Linked DNA regions of Oryctolagus cuniculus: region 1 is linked to region 2. A link is a contact called in public Micro-C data. All regions are on one chromosome and are shown on one strand. Each heading gives the region's core, a stretch centred on a gene start, on an enhancer-like site or on the middle of the called end of the contact. The rest is flanking DNA. Distances are from core to core; before and after follow the strand shown.

Region 1 (3,002 bases), core at 136-2,635, 340 kb before region 2:
ACGGGGCTGGGCCTCTGTTCTCTCCAGCCCTTGCCAGCCCACACCCTGGGCACCCATCTGCATCAGTGCTCATGCTGTGCCTGGGCTGGGTCACTTTCAGCACCCTGCACCAGCACCAAGGGAGTATGGTCCCTCTCGAGATGGAAACCACCGCGTATGGGCGGTACCTACACACTGCAGCTAATGCAAGACCAGCACGTTCAGCACCTGTGGCGTGTGCAGCTCGGTCTCGTTTATTAAATTAAAAAAAAAAAAAAAAAAAAGGCTAGGTGCTGTGGTGCAGAGGATTAAGCCATCACTCCCAATACCAGCACCCTGTGTTGCATGGCGATTCGAGTTTGGGCTGTTTGTTCTACTTCAGATCCAGTTCCCTGCTGATGGGCCTGGGAAGGCAGTGGAAGATGCCCAAGCACGTGGGCCCCTGCCACTCACGTGGGAGACCAGGGTTGGAGCCCCATGGCTCCCGGCTTTGGCCTGGCCCGGCCCTCTGGGGAGCAAACCACTCCATTACCATATACCATGACCCTCTCGTTATGCATTGCATTAGCTGGAAGACTGTCAGTGTTTCTCTTCAACTAGGAGGTCCTGCTCCCCTCTCCATCTCTCCCTCTCTGTTGCTCTTTCAAGTCAATACATAAATACTTAGAAACAAGAAAAAGAAACTAAGTTAGCAGAGGCAGATTTTTATGATCTTTGACAGTTTGTACGCGTGTTTTCACATACTCCATTCTCACTGTACCCACTGAACAATCCCACGCACGCCCGGCCGCAGGGAGCCCTGTCACCGCCACCCCACGCACGCCTGGTCGCCGGGGGCCGCGTCTGTCACCGCCCACCAGAACCCCACAGGGCCGGTTTCGGGCGGGCATCCCGCACCGTCCCACAAGCACTCCCCCCAATGCTCGGCTTAGTGCACCTCGTCCTAAAATTCTTCTTTTTGGAAGAAGAGATCCCCGTTTTCATTCTGCACTGGGGCCCGCAGGTCCGCAGCCGACCCCGCGACATGGTAACCTCCCGCCCGTTAGCAGGTCGGACGCAGGTGCTGGGAAAACAACCACCTGCTTCCCGAATCACCCCAACGCGCACGCACCAGTCAAACTTGCCCACTTGGTCCTCGTAGACCGCGGCCGCAGGGATGAGCAGCGCAGCCCAGAACCAGAACCGGGAAGCGGACGCCGCCGCCATGACAGGCCCGAGGCCCCGCCCGCCGCCGGCCCGGCATGCACCGGGTCGCAGGCTCCGCCTCCCTGGAACCATAGAGTTGAGGCCGCTCGCCAGGCCTTCGGTAGGGCGCTCAGTGCCCGGAGGACTCCAGGACGCTCCGGCAAGCCGCCCTGCAAGCACAGGCGAACCCGTGAGCGGCGGCACGGCCAGGGGAGACAGGTCGCAGGGCAGATCGGGTCAGGCACACGCGAGGGCAGCCTCCAAGGCGCGTCCCAGAGGCCCCCGCGCCGCCGGGGTCCTAGCGAGCCGCACCACTTTCAGCCGCACGTGGCTCCAGCGCGATGCCCAAGTCCAAGCGGGACAAGAAAGGTGGGCCGAGCGGGAGACGGGACCCAGCGGTGGGGCTTTGGGGCGGCGGGGCCCGGAGCGCGTCCCCGGGACGTCCGTGGGGAGCTCGCCGCGAGCTGGCGTGGGTCCCGGGGCGGCGGGATCACCGGCGGGAGCTGGAGCCCGGGCGGGGAAACCAGCTCTGTGGCCTGGCTTCCAGCGCTTTTGCGAGCGTCCAGGCTGGGCCGCGTCCCCCACCGCAGCCTCTCCCCGTTTTCCCTCTGTCTCTGCGCTCCCGCCGCCCTGGCTGCCTTTCCCGAGCTGCGGAACAGGCGTGTCCCCGCGTCTGACTCTCTGCTTGCGTTTCCTTTAGCCCCACGCACGCAGATGCCCCCGTCCCCATATGCCTGGACTTTGTCCGTCCAGGAGAGGTGCCTCCTGAGACACCGTTCCTGGCGTCTGTCACTCGGGAGCTTTGGCATCTTCAACAGTGCTTAAGGGTCTGGGACTTGTTGGGCATTGGAGGATGCGGCACTTAGGACAAGGACGTCCTCGCTAATCGCTTTAGTCGTGCACTAATCACGGATCCCCCAAGGTATAAGAAGCGGGATAAACGGGGTTTGTCAGATCGTGGTGGCCCTCGTGGAATAAACGTGGTGCAAAGAGGTGGAAGTGACATCCTGTGTAGTGCGGTTCCGGGAGGGCCCCACTGACGAGCAGAAGCCTGGGCGGTCTCGGGGGGAACGCGCCGTGCAGGGTCCCGAGGTAGGGAAACGCCTGGCTTCCTGGAGCTTAATCCGAGCGGCGATGGGAGGGGTCTTTAGTGTCAGAGGCTGGTAGCCTGGGTGAAGGTGGGGGCAGAGGGCGAGTAAGGCTGACGCTGGCCGAGTGGGAGCAGCGGGTATCGTGGGAGTGAGTGGCTGTGTTTCATTTGCCCTCCTCTCTCACACTGGCCGCTGACTGGTGTGCTCGCCTTTGTCCGCTGTGCCTTGTGCAGAGGGACTGCGAGTGCCGGGCAGGGTGCGCAAGGGGACATTGCCGGTGGTGCTGTGTTAGGTGTTTGGCAGGATTTGATTCCTGGTCAGATCTGGCACGTGGCAGCTCCTCTGGGTAGGGGACACATAACAGCCCGGCTTGCCACAGCTCAGGCCGGCCGGAGCAGGCCTCTGCGCGTCCCGGCCGAGAGCAGGACAGCAGCCGGAGCACGCCTCACCTGGGACTGGAAGTAGAGACTTGGGGGTCAGCCCAAGGGGCTAAGGGACTCCAGACCCGGGAACGCTGGGACGTAGGCCTCCAGGGACGCTGCGAGAAGCGACGGCAGCAGAGGCCTGGCTGCCTCCCCTCAGGCCGCCTGGTCCAGCCGAGCTACTGAAGCGGAGAAGGAGATGGGTCCCCAGGGCGGAGAAGGAGATGGGTCTCCAGGCGTGCGGATGTCTGATCGTCACTCCGCTTGTTTTCCCTTGTGGTAGTGTCCTTAACCAAAACTGCCAAGAAGGGCTTGGAGCTGAAGC
Region 2 (3,422 bases), core at 424-2,923:
ACCCCTGTGTGACTTCAGCCAGGCCACGTGGCCTCTCCCTCTGGGCGTGAACTTTCTCATGGAATGGTGATAGCACTACTGTTTGTCGCGCAGATTTATCACGAGTGGGAAGTGCTCGGAGGGGATGAGGCACACGGGAAGTGCTTGCGTGCCTGTGCGCTGTGTAACAGCTTGTGGGAAGACTTTGAGGGCGGGACCTCGGTGCGTGCTGGAGACGCCCCATGCCACATCAGAGTCCCACCTCTGCTCTTCCGTCCAGCTTCCTGCTGAGGTGCATGCCGGGAGCAGCAGATGATGGCTTGAATTCTTGGCCTCTGCCATCCACTTTAGAGACTTGGATTGAGTTCTGGGCTCCTGACTTTGGCCTGGCCCAGCCCCAGCTGTTGCAGGCATTTGGGGGAATGAACCAGTGGATGGAAGCTCGCTCTCCCCCCCCTCAAATAAATGAAATCAACCAATAGAAAGAAGAGATTGACCTGTGCTACAACGGTGGGGACGGTCATTACCTCACTCAACCTAATGCATTGTGCACCTTGCCTGGTCCCACCGTGAGCCCCGAGCACCGGGCAATAAGCCCCCCGACCCATGCCCTCCGGGAGCCCAGGCCAGATAGGAGAGCGGCACACTTCCGGGGGGCAGGGACCCCTGCTCCAGGACCACTCCAGACTTCCCAACCCGGTGCTTGCAGAGGGGGTTCCTCGGGCGGGAGGGAAGTGCAGGCACAGGGAACAGCGGGTAGGCAACAGCCTGGATGCCTGGCGATGCCGGCTGAGTTGGAGAGGGCCCAGCGGAGGGAGTCACCTGCGGGCCACCAGGAGCCAACCACGGGGCTCAGCAACCTCGTGACACCGGCAGAGCAGGGCTGCGCCCACCAAGCCAGGTGAAACACATGGACACGGCTCAACCGTGCCACGAAAACAATCCCTCCCCCCCAGGTCCCACAGACGGGGCCCACACGGTGTCCCTGAGCTGCCACCGTCACAGGGCAGAGCTGGTGTCTCGCCGGGTTGGGATCACAGCACACACGGCCCCTTCGCTCTTCTGCGAGCCCCGGAGGTGAGTCTGTTTCCTGGCGTTCTGAATAGCATCGTTCCTCCAGGGGCTCCCAGATCCTTCTCTCGTCTTGGCACGGTTAAGCCAGCGCCTGGAGCCCATCGGAAGCCCGGTGACAGACTCCAGCGGAGGCCAGGCGGCCCTGGGGTACAACGGGTCGCGCGCCGGGGAGCGGGCAGGACGGGCGCGCCGCAGGACTCCCCCTCTCCCCCACCGGTAGGCCGCGTTCCCGGCGCCCGGAACTCGGAGGGCCGCAGCTCAGGCCAAGACTGCAGTGCCCAGTGCCCCTTAAAGGACAGCTTGGTCACCACGAGGCCTGGCACGACGCACTCGGGAGAAGCCAGGCGGAGGGAAGACCCAGCGCAGACACACTCGGGAGGGAGCCTCGGCACCGGCCACGGCGCCCCGCTCGCTGCCCTGGCCCGGGGGCGCTCCTCCGCGCCGTCGGACCGCGCCGGAGCCGGGCCGGGGCCACGGCGGCCGCGGGCCCCTCCTGCGCCGCAGCCCGGAGGGAGCGGCCGCGCGCGGGGCCCGCCCGCCCTTTCTCCTCCGCGTCCCTCCCCTCGCTGCCCCCGCCCTCGCTCCCTATTTGGAGCCGAGACTCCCTGACGTCGGAGCCGCTCGGCTCGCAGCTCCCCCGCACCGCGCGCCCGCCCGGGCCGCAGACGGCGCGCAGCGCAGCCCAGCCGAGCCTCGCGGGGCCGCCGCCAGCTCCGCCGGCCGCCTCGCCCAGCCTCCCGGGGGCGCCCGGGCCTGCGACCCCGCGGCCCGCACCAGCTGCGCAGGACCCGGCGGGCGCGCCCGCGCTCCTCCGCCGCCTCCGCCGCCGCTGCCGCGCGCGGTAAGTCCCGCCCGGGCCGGCACGCGGGCGCCCGGCTTCCAGAGGCTTCGGCCGCGCCCCCGGCCGCGAGCTGCGCACCCCCGCGCGTCGGGCGGCCGCGGGCACCGTGCGGAGGCGCCGCCGCCGCCGAGCTCGGGAGCCCAGGGCCCGCCGGGCGCGGGAGCCGGGGACGTGGGCGCGGCGCGGGGGTGGCCGGGGGCAGCGCTGCGCCCGGAGCCCGTCCCCAAACTCGCCTCGGGGTCCGGTTTCTCGGTCGGAGTTCCCGCGGCCCGAGAGGACACGGAGGGAGATGCGGAGCCGGGCGGGCCGCGCGGGCGCCGGGGCAGCGCCCGGGGCTCGGCCGCTGGGCTCGCGCGTCCCCCGGCGCTGCTCGGGCCTCCGGGCTCGTGGACGGCTCGGCCTCGCTCTGCGCCCCTCTCCCCTCCCGCGGTTCCCGTCGCCCCGTTTCCGCCCCTCTTTCTGCGCCCCCCCCACCTCAGTTTTCTGCTCCCCGGGGCTTGTGGCTCTGCCTTTATGTCTCCTCCTCCCCGTCCCCCCGCGCCGCTCCCCCCGTGCGGCTCCCGGGCCCCCGCCCTCCAGTTCAGGCATCCCACGGTGTTGGAGGCGCCCCCACCCCCCCAAGTTGGGTTGCTAGATTGTTTCCTGGGGCCGGGCCAAAGTGCAAAACCCTCTGCCCGCGCCCGGGGCCTGGCCTGGGTCGTCCCCACCTGGAATTGAGTCTGGGGCCGGGAGAGCCCTTTCCGGGGGCTCGTTTTTTTTTTTTTTTTTTTATATGAATTCCACCCCCGCGACGCTGTCTGGACAGCAGGGCCCTGCTGCCGGCCACCTGCCCGCCCGCTCGCAGGGCGGGGCTGCCGCTGAGCCTGCCCCAGCCGCGGTCGAGGGCAGCTGCCTGCCTCGGCGTGGCCAGGGACTTGGCGGACCTCAGAGGTCCAGGCCGCATTTGCAGGCTTTGGGAGACCCTCGCCCAGCTGTGCACCCCCAGCCTGTAAGTGGGGGCGCCCCAGGGGAAGAGGGACCAGGCCCTGGCTGGGTGGGGGTGGAGGAGCCCCTCACCCTTTGTGGCTGTCTAAGCTGTGACCTCCTGAGCCTCCCCCAGGGCTGGGGCTGCTCGGGTGTGGTTTGCCTCAAGAATGGGGGCCAAAGACGAGGGGAGGCCTGAGCGGCCCCTTGTTCACCCACCCCTGCAGGCTGCTGCCTCTTCCCGCTGTCCCTGGGGGCCTGTGTGCTGCAGGCCAAGACAGGGGTGTGGGTGCCCCGTGCTAGCCGGCGATACGGCCTCATGGTTTTACAGGGAAGTTTCAGACTGAATTTGGCTTCTTCCCCTGCTCCGTCCGGCCCGCAGCCCCAAGGCTTGGAGGCTCCTGCGGCGGGCAGGGCTGCGGTGGGGTGTGCGAGGGGCTTCTGCCCAGCAGATGTGCCGGCCGGCCCTGCGGAGCTCGGCAGCTCGTTAGCATGCATCTGTTTCTTCGGAGGCTGTTTTTGGCCTGTGGCAGGAGGGCTGTGGCCCTGGGCTGGGGGCCTGGCA

Evidence for each region. A called contact is a pair of places that touch in the nucleus more often than the background predicts.
Region 1: a Micro-C map of ear pinna shows a contact between it and region 2, with 3 times the contacts expected there. The contact joins the promoter of MRTO4 here to the promoter of NBL1 in region 2. A contact is called at or near these places in 2 of 6 Hi-C or Micro-C datasets (ear pinna and an unstated tissue).

What each region holds. Positions count from the first base shown.
Region 1 is chr7:151,342,606-151,345,607 of mOryCun1.1, reverse strand. MRTO4 (MRT4 homolog, ribosome maturation factor) reads left to right here and starts at 1,385. Exons shown (of 8, transcript XM_002716008.5): 1 at 1,385-1,533; 2 at 2,961-3,002. The coding sequence starts at 1,506. EMC1 (ER membrane protein complex subunit 1) reads right to left here and starts at 1,246. Exons shown (of 23, transcript XM_070079217.1): 1 at 1,091-1,246. The coding sequence starts at 1,185.
Region 2 is chr7:151,006,952-151,010,373 of mOryCun1.1, reverse strand. NBL1 (NBL1, DAN family BMP antagonist) reads left to right here and starts at 1,673. Exons shown (of 4, transcript XM_070079208.1): 1 at 1,673-1,894.